3 separate regions of the Mus musculus genome follow, and all the other regions are linked to region 2. The links are chromatin contacts, called in public Micro-C and promoter capture Hi-C maps. All regions are on one chromosome and are shown on one strand. Each heading gives the region's core, a stretch centred on a gene start, on an enhancer-like site or on the middle of the called end of the contact. The rest is flanking DNA. Distances are from core to core; before and after follow the strand shown.

Region 1 (2,700 bases), core at 94-2,593, 190 kb after region 2:
CTTTAGCAGTTTTTAATCTCCCTTTGGGAGAAGCAGGTGCCTGGGAACTGTGGAAGACTCAGGATGCTGGGAAGAGACAGAGCCAGCGCCTCTACTGTAAATTGGAAGGGATTTAGGGATTGGGAAGTAGGAAGCCGGGAAGGCAGAAGCTAATGGAGTTACTGCTGTTTCTCAGAAAGAAGAAAGTCCCCTTTGGGGTTGGGCTTGGGAGCGCGAGGGATCCCCCCCCCCCCGTGGGAAGGGAAGAATTGAAAACCATCGAGAGGCAATAGACTGTTAGTCAGGGTCTGCGGAAGGTCCTACCTGCAGGTCGGTCCCATAGAAGGCAGCCATGGACGCATCAGCCACCAGAAGTGTTTCCACGAAGCGAGCCTCGGACACAAACCTCTTGCTTCTAGTTTTGGATCCGAAGGGTGGTGGCACTTTGCGGGAGTCTTCTGTCTCTTTGAGCAACCCCTCCTTGTCCTGCTTCCTGTCCTCTTCGTTGTCACTTCTCTCCTGTCCCTGCCCATTACCCATCTCCACCTCCCACTCCAGTCCTTGAGGGAGGGGGAAAACTTCGGCGGCAGCGAGCCCGGGGTCTTCGCGGCGCTGTCCCGGCCCCCAGCGCTGCAGGCGATGAGGCTGGTCCAGGGAGTCCCCAGCGCCCTGTGGCTGGATGGTGAACTCCTCGCCTGCCAGCAAGAACGAGCCGCTCAGCCCGCGACACAGGCTCATCGCCGCCAGCGACTCCCGTTCTCCATTCACTGTGCCAGAGAAGAAGCAGCCACGCAGTCCCGGCTCGCCCCCGGCCGCCGCGCTCGAGCCCCCGAGGCGCTCGATCTTGAATTCCGGCGCCAGGAAGCTGGCGTCAGGCGCCAGGCGCAGCACGAAGCCCTGGCCGAAGGCGGACAGGTGGAAGGCGAGCTCGCTCGCGCTGCCGGGCAACCGCGTGGGCACCACTAGCTCCGAGGCCTGCGCCCCGGTTCCCGGCCCCGCCGGGGCGCCGCAGACGAGTGGCGGCGGCGGCAGCTGCAATAGCAGCAGCAGGAGGGGCGGCCACCCGGTGGTGGTGGGGTCGCGGAGCATGGGGGCAGAGTGCTGCGGAGCGCGGGAGAGGGAAGAAGATCGCCGCGCGCGGGCAGGTGCTGGTGGCCCGAGGCGGCCGGGCCGCTCTGTCCAGGAAAAATGATCAATCGGATGGGGAGGCCGACTCGGCTAGCGGCAGCAGGCGCGGCGGTCCCCTGGCGGCCCCTCTGGATCGCGCAGCCCGCTCCTCCTGCGCCAGCCAACCTAGCAGAACTCGAGCAGCTGGCGCCCCGGGCCGCGAGCGCGCGTCCTCCGCGGCGTCCCGTGCAGTCGCCTCCTTCCTCGGGAAACACCGAGTGGGCTGCCGAGCCCTTCGTATTTATACTTCCTTCCCGGCTTTGACATAAGAGGTTTATTTTTGATCGCTCACTATTCCCGTTTCCCCTCCCCTGGGGTCAGAGACAGAAACAGAAAAGGAGAGGAGGGGAAAAAAAAGGGATGAAATGTAAAACCAATCAGGAGTCAGTGAGCCCCTCCCGATAGTTAAGTAGTTAAGTGTCAACTACAGCTTTTTTTTTTTTTTTCCTTTTTACGTGACTACGTGAAGACCCATGCCAATTCCTGTAATGCTGGACAGTCCCCCTGAAGGCGAGTCCTAGATGGGAGAGACACTGGCTTCTTCTTGTGCAAGAGCCAGGTGCTGGGGACAGACACACCCTGCTCTGGCCTCAGAGACAGTATGCAGATTTTTGTACAAACCTGGCAGTGTTAAAAGAGGTTTGTGGGAAGGTTCCAAAGCCTTTAATGGTCAAATACAAAGTGAGAGGTAGGAAAGTCATACTGGAATCACGCTGTCCATTAGGAGCACTTCAGAACTTTAAAAATGCCACCTGGTCAAGGTTGTTTTGTTGCTTGCTTCTGAGCATAGTGGGGGTAGTGAGAGGCTACTACCAGGAAAGTAAAATGGATTCAATACCACTACATTTCTCGTTTCCTATGGGAGGAAGTACTTCACCAGTCTGTCTTCTGATGCACAGCTCTGCCAGTTGCCTTGCTGACACGGGGAAAGGTGGCCAGGTCCCTTATACTGTATTGCCCACAGCTCCAAATACATCTAAATATGTGGGGAGATAATTCACTCTGCCACCTTCCTACAGAAGAGAGTGGGATCCAGCAAGAGTGATGACCGTCTTAAGACCACAAACCACAATCTTTGTATCCACTCTAGTATTACCGGTGCAGGTCTAGATTGGATTCAGAATCAACGTTCTCTCAGTACCAGAACAAGTCCTAGCCCCTCGCCCTGTGTCTTTTCTGAGACAATCATGGAGGATACAGCATTTGGCAGCTCACCTACCCCCAACTACGCAGCTCTTTGCTTATGTGAGGGTGCCTACAGTTGAGTCATTCTTACTTCGTTTGGCCGATCCAATCCATTTCTGTAGCTGTGAAGGATTGGCCTATGCAAAAGACTCCTTGGGACTTGTTACCTACAAAGAGGAGTCTCTTAAATTAACTTGTGTCACTACAGAACCTAAGGAAAGGCCCCAGCACCGCAAGCTCTCTCCACTTTTATAGGACTGCAAAGGAGTGGTTGAATCTCCTTCCTTTGCTGTATAGAGAATTGGAAGTTTGGGTAAAACACTCCTAGAGGCAGGGGAATGGAAAGCATCTCTGTTTTCTACCAAAAAT
Region 2 (2,834 bases), core at 189-2,688:
AGTCCCTTCTAGTCTTTGCTGCCTCGAATCAGGCTAACTTTCAGTCATTCACTAATTAAAGGGTGTTTGTGCCAGTGGTAATCCAAAGCAGGGAGTTATTTTTCAATATGCTCCATTTGGCTTTGGAATTCTTTGCATGCAGTATAGTGGCAAATTTATTTCCCTGTGCATCACACTCACATAACTTAGACTTGGAAGACTCCGGTCAGTGAGACACAGTAGTGCAATGATAGAGAGACAGAAAGACCCAGTCCTGGCTCACAGGGAGGACGAGTCTGTGTCAGTAGACTCTCTTTGGTCTAATATCACCAGAGTTGTTACATCACTTATCTCCAGAATACATCAGCAGGGGGCTCTGCTTGCTGTAGCTGCTGTGGGACACAGACTCATAGAGATTTATGTTATTTTAAGAAGGGCTGGGTTCTAGGTAGAAACTTGGGGCTTGTTAATTTCAAAGTAGGAGTTCAAAGGAGCAAAATTTCATTTTGCTCATTCTTGTTTCCCAAGAGCTAGGACAGCACATACTATGAGCTCAGGAGTTTTGGTTCACTAATCAAGACTGCAGAATATCAGCAGAGAAATACCCAGGTGGGGAACACCTTTGGTGCCTGTGCTGGGAAGGCACGTATCCTTAAAGAAGGAAAGTGTGGGTCCTGCAGGATGACTGAGCCAGTAAGGGCTCTTACTGCCCAGCCTGATGATTCTCCATCCCTAGAACCCACAAGGTGCAAGGAGAGACCAAGTATCTCGCAAGTTGTTCTCAAACACGCAAATAAACAACGACAACAATAACAACAAATTAAAGGAAGGGAGTGTAGAAAAAAGGGAGGAGGTTGACTAGCGATCTAGTCTAGAGGTCAGAAAGGATTACGAAAATACAGAAAAGACGCTTTTCAAGACGGGATGTGCAGTCAGTATCTGATGCTGCAAATAGTTGGAGAAAGACTCTGGGGACCTGCAATCATTTCTCTGGGCACAGGCCACTGTCAGTGGCTCTGACAGCGAAGAAGAGGCTGCTACTGTCCCCAGGAGGGGACATGACACAGGAGGAAGGCCTGGTCTTAACAACAGCTGGCTACGGTTTTGAAGGGACAATAACGGAGACACAGGCATCTGGTAACATGATTGATTGTAGGGAAAGATCCACGGGAGAGAGATTAAAATTGTATTAAAGATGGTGGAGAGATGGCCAGTATCAAAGGACCGGACTGAAGGGCTGTGCTCCAGGAGAAAGAGCCACCCGTGACAAAGAGGAAGAAAGAGCCAGAACTCTGTGGTGCTCCTTTTCGGGGTTCTGGCGGGAGGGAAAGAGCTTCCTGGGGGCGTGGCGGAAGGCGGGACCGGCCGCAACAGGTGTGCGGGCGCCGGTGCTGGCTGGCTGGAGGGGCGGGGCGACCCTGGAGGCCACACCCTGAAACTACCTGAGCTGGGAGGAAGGATGAGAACTGGAGCCTCCGCCGCGGGCCGGGCGCGCTGGGCCTGCCCCGGAACTTGGCCCGTGCCTCACCTCGTCCCCCTCGTCCCTCGTGTCCCCAACACCCCGCGGGCCATGGTAGACGGCTGCCCGGAGGGACCACGCGTCTGAGACCGGCGATCGGACCGCCAAAACCATGGGTAGCAATCGGGGCCGCAAGGCCGGAGGGGGCTCTCAGGACTTCGGCGCGGGACTCAAGTACAACTCCCGGCTAGAGGTGGGCGAGGGCTGGGGACCCGGGGTCGGGCGTCCACAGTTCTGATCCGCGCGCAGCGTCGCCTGCGCGGGGCCCTCGGTTTCGCCCGAGCTCCGCTCTACGGCTCGTGGGTGGCCGGAGCTCGGGCGCACAGGTGGAATTTCCTGTTCGGTGGGTGCCTGGCCGCTGGTGGCAGGGCGGGGCCGGTCGGACCTCGGTCCCAGACCTGCCTCGCGCTGGGCACTGAGGAGGTGGGAAGCCGTAGGGCCCGGAGGCGTCGGGGTTGGGGCTGGCAGGATCTCCGTGGGGGTCACCATTGCTCTGGGCTATCAATCAGTGCTCCGAGTGGGTGACCTGGGCTATGGCAAGGACAAGTTGGAGACTTGTCTGTCCTTGGCCTCTGCACAAACTCGTTTTAGTCTTCCTGGTCAAAGGCGCTTTGGATCTTTTGTAAGGGTTGAACTCAGAGCAGAGCTTTGTCCACACAGAGTGTGGAGCCCTTGAGAAGGTGGCTGTCTGGGTAGTGGTGAAGCATGTGTCCTGAGCCTTCTGGAAGAAGCCTTTAGTAAGCGGGAAGCAGAAGCCTGAGAAGTCTCTTGAAAGACCTCAGAAGCATTTCACTTTGCTGCACACAGTGGGGGAGGGCGTTAGTTATCCTGAAAGACACACACGGGTCGTGGGGTAGTGGTGGCGCCGTGCTCTGGTGGGACTAGCGGCCAGGCTTTTTTCTGAACCGCAGCTAGAGGCTGGTGAGCGAGGCTTGTTGCTCTGGCAGAGGCAGTTTCCTGGAGCCGAGCCTCCCCTTCCGCCGCTTTTTCATGCACTCCTTCTCTGCTGACTTGGAGAAGACCAGATCTCGGGGGACCGTGAGCTGGGACTTCACTTCTCACCCCTTGTAACAGAGTCCCCGCAACCTGTGCTTCTGCCCTGCAGTGAGATGCCACCTGCTGCCGCCTTCTCCTTCTTTCTGTGATTGGGGTGTTTGCGAGTCCTTAGTAATTGCCTGCTTGGAACTCGTGCCTCCTCCGCAGGTAGCCTGCCGCTTGGTGTTTGACCTTCATCTGTTTTTCTCTCATTTTCGGTTTGCCCTTCCAGACTTCCCTTTCGAAGACGGGTGCTGATATTGAAAGTGGGTCCTCTGGTGACTGAACTCAGTCTCCTGTT
Region 3 (2,700 bases), core at 101-2,600, 210 kb after region 2:
GGATATGAGAACCTTGAGGTCTAGTGCCACGATGTATCAGTTGGTGCCCAGCCTTCTCTCCAAGCTGGATGGCAACTTTACAACGTGATTGTGCTTTCTCCAGCTGATCTGCACCCACTCTCCCACTCCAGTGCCTTGCCCTATACTTGGGTAAGGATCAAAATACATACTAAGGGCACATGGCCTGCCTTCCATTGCCCACCAGTCCCTTGACTCTCCCTGCTAGAAGACAACCTGCATTTGCTTGGCTATTTCTTTCAGGCACTAGGATGCTAATAAATGCTTATTAAGGGCTTGCCTCCTCTCTTCAAGCCCTGATAACCAGCATTAGCTGTAACTTCACCAGGACCTGTTTTGAAAGCCAATTGCTATGTGGCTGTATGGGTTGATGGAGATACTAAGTAGAAGGCTGTTTGCTTTCCCATCTTCCTCTGCTCTTCTCTGGGAGCTTTGGGCTTGGGGGAGGGGGAAGGGTTGAGGGTCTCAGTGGCTCAAGACCAGAGGCAGCCATCAGATAATTAGGAAGAGATGGAGTTTTGAGAGTTTATCATCTTTATTTTAAAATATAACTTATTTAATTATAAGCTTATGTAATTTAGTTTTAAATAATGGCTGCATTTAACATCTGCCTGGCAGAATTACTGAAACCTGGCAGTCTGTCTAGCCCATCCAACACAGTGCTAACCCCACAGGGCAGCCTGTGTGGGGTCTGGGTTCAAGAAGGGCTGGCTGTGTTTCTCGGAGGTTGTTCTCCCAACACTAGGACCTTTAAAGGGCCCTCCTCGGTTTGAGGTCCTTTTGGAGACTTGATGGTTAAGAAGCAGGGTGGGGGTTGTTGCAACTGGAGGAAAGAGGTGGGCCTGGAAAAAGAGGTCAGTGCTGTCTTGGTTCCAGACTCCTGGACCCAGCTGCCTTGGGAAGGCTAAGACCCAGAGAGCTCACAGATGTCCACCCAGGCAGTAGTAACTGATGCATCTCCGCACTGGGGTACCTAGCGCAAAAAACGTGAATAGGCTCCAGCGTTCGTTTCTTAGGTCAGCCCACGCCTCCTGCCTCGGCATAACGCCACTCCCTCCCCGCCAAGTGGCTCTTGCTCAGGAGGCGGGACCGAGTTCTCCAGTGGCCCCTGGAGGCTCCAGGCAGCGAGCTCTGGGAGGCTGGGAGGGGAGTTAGGGGAGGGGCGCTGACTGGGCAGTCCAAAGAGGAGGGGGCCTTTAATAGGCTCGCCCAGCGCCTAGTTTGCTGCACCGCTAGCGGCTGCGGTTCGCGAAGCAGCCCGCCACCTCGCGTCACTTCTCCACGGCAAATTTTCGGCTGTGCACTTGACAGCGACCGTACTAAAGCTCCCAGAGCGCGCTTTGCTCAGGGAGGAACAGGTAGGAGGCGCGGGCTGCCCTGTGCACGCTCGCTGCTCTGGGAGGAGTCTCGCGGACTTGGTTGGCTGTCCTTTCTGGGAACTGCCCATTGTCCCGGGCGTTGGTGTGTGGGCTACAAGGGGACAGTGCTTGCCGTGGGAGCCGGGCTAAGTCCCATCCCAGAGCGCGTCTGTGCGCGGCCCGGCGCCATGCTTCTACTGGGCATCTCAATCCTGGCTCTCGCCTGGCGACCTGCTGGCAGCTCCGAGCCAGAGTGGGAGGTGGTCGTTCCAATCCGACGGGACCCGGACATCAATGGCCGCCACTACTACAGGAGGGGTACGGAGGACTCCGGGGATCAGGGTCTCATTTTTCAGATCACAGCTTTTCAGCAGGACTTTTATCTACACCTGACGCCAGATGCCCAGTTCCTGGCTCCCGCCTTTGCTACTGAGTATCTAGGTGTCCCGCTGCAGAGGCTCACTGGCAGCTCTCTAGACCTGCGACGCTGCTTCTATTCCGGGTATGTGAACGCGGAGCCAGACTCCTTTGCTGCTGTGAGCCTATGCGGGGGTCTCCGCGGAGCCTTTGGCTACCGAGGTGCGGAGTATGTCATTAGCCCTCTGCCCAACACCAGCGCGCCAGAGGCGCAGCGTCACAGCCAGGGCGCACACCTTCTCCAGCGCCGGGGTGCTCCTGTAGGGCCTTCCGGAGACCCCACCTCTCGTTGCGGGGTGGCCTCGGGCTGGAACCCCGCCATCCTGAGGGCTCTGGACCCTTATAAGCCACGGCGGACGGGCGCGGGGGAGAGCCACAACCGCCGCAGGTCTGGGCGCGCCAAGCGCTTCGTGTCTATACCACGGTACGTGGAGACACTGGTGGTGGCGGACGAGTCAATGGTCAAGTTTCACGGCGCGGATTTGGAACATTATCTACTGACGCTGCTGGCCACGGCGGCGCGACTCTACCGCCACCCCAGCATCCTCAACCCTATCAACATCGTGGTGGTCAAGGTGCTACTCTTAGGAGATCGTGACACTGGGCCCAAGGTCACAGGCAACGCGGCCCTGACTCTGCGCAACTTCTGTGCCTGGCAGAAAAAGCTGAACAAAGTGAGCGATAAGCACCCTGAGTACTGGGACACAGCCATCCTCTTCACCAGACAGGTGAGTTCATCTGTCACCTCTTTGGATGCAACCCCATTTTTTTTTTTTTTTTTTTTTTTTTTTTGGATCATTGAGTTTAGATCTCCAAAGCCCCTTTGTGCCACCCAATGCCCCCTTTAAATTGGTTCCTTTCGAATTCTAGCGTTGGAAGTTCTATACAGAGTCCTCTCCTAGGCTCA

Evidence for each region. A called contact is a pair of places that touch in the nucleus more often than the background predicts. Capture Hi-C pulls out chosen DNA fragments and counts their contacts.
Region 1: a contact with region 2 is called in a promoter capture Hi-C map of adipose tissue. The contact joins the promoter of Adamts8 here to the promoter of St14 in region 2. A contact is called at or near these places in 1 of 39 promoter capture datasets (neural stem cells), 5 of 115 datasets of contacts at active chromatin or transcription factors (embryonic stem cells and stem cell-derived neural progenitor cells) and 2 of 9 other capture datasets (adipose tissue and pancreatic islet).
Region 3: a Micro-C map of embryonic stem cells shows a contact between it and region 2, with 2.7 times the contacts expected there. The contact joins the promoter of Adamts15 here to the promoter of St14 in region 2. A contact is called at or near these places in 1 of 484 Hi-C or Micro-C datasets (embryonic stem cells) and 1 of 9 other capture datasets (adipose tissue).

The regions. Positions count from the first base shown.
Region 1 is chr9:30,941,205-30,943,904 of GRCm38.p6, reverse strand. It overlaps Adamts8 (a disintegrin-like and metallopeptidase (reprolysin type) with thrombospondin type 1 motif, 8), which reads right to left and starts at 1,343. Exons shown (of 9, transcript NM_013906.3): 1 at 304-1,343. The coding sequence starts at 1,068.
Region 2 is chr9:31,130,403-31,133,236 of GRCm38.p6, reverse strand. St14 (suppression of tumorigenicity 14 (colon carcinoma)) reads left to right here and starts at 1,438. Exons shown (of 19, transcript NM_011176.4): 1 at 1,438-1,691. The coding sequence starts at 1,611.
Region 3 is chr9:30,921,102-30,923,801 of GRCm38.p6, reverse strand. Adamts15 (a disintegrin-like and metallopeptidase (reprolysin type) with thrombospondin type 1 motif, 15) reads left to right here and starts at 1,350. Exons shown (of 8, transcript NM_001024139.1): 1 at 1,350-2,521. The coding sequence starts at 1,565.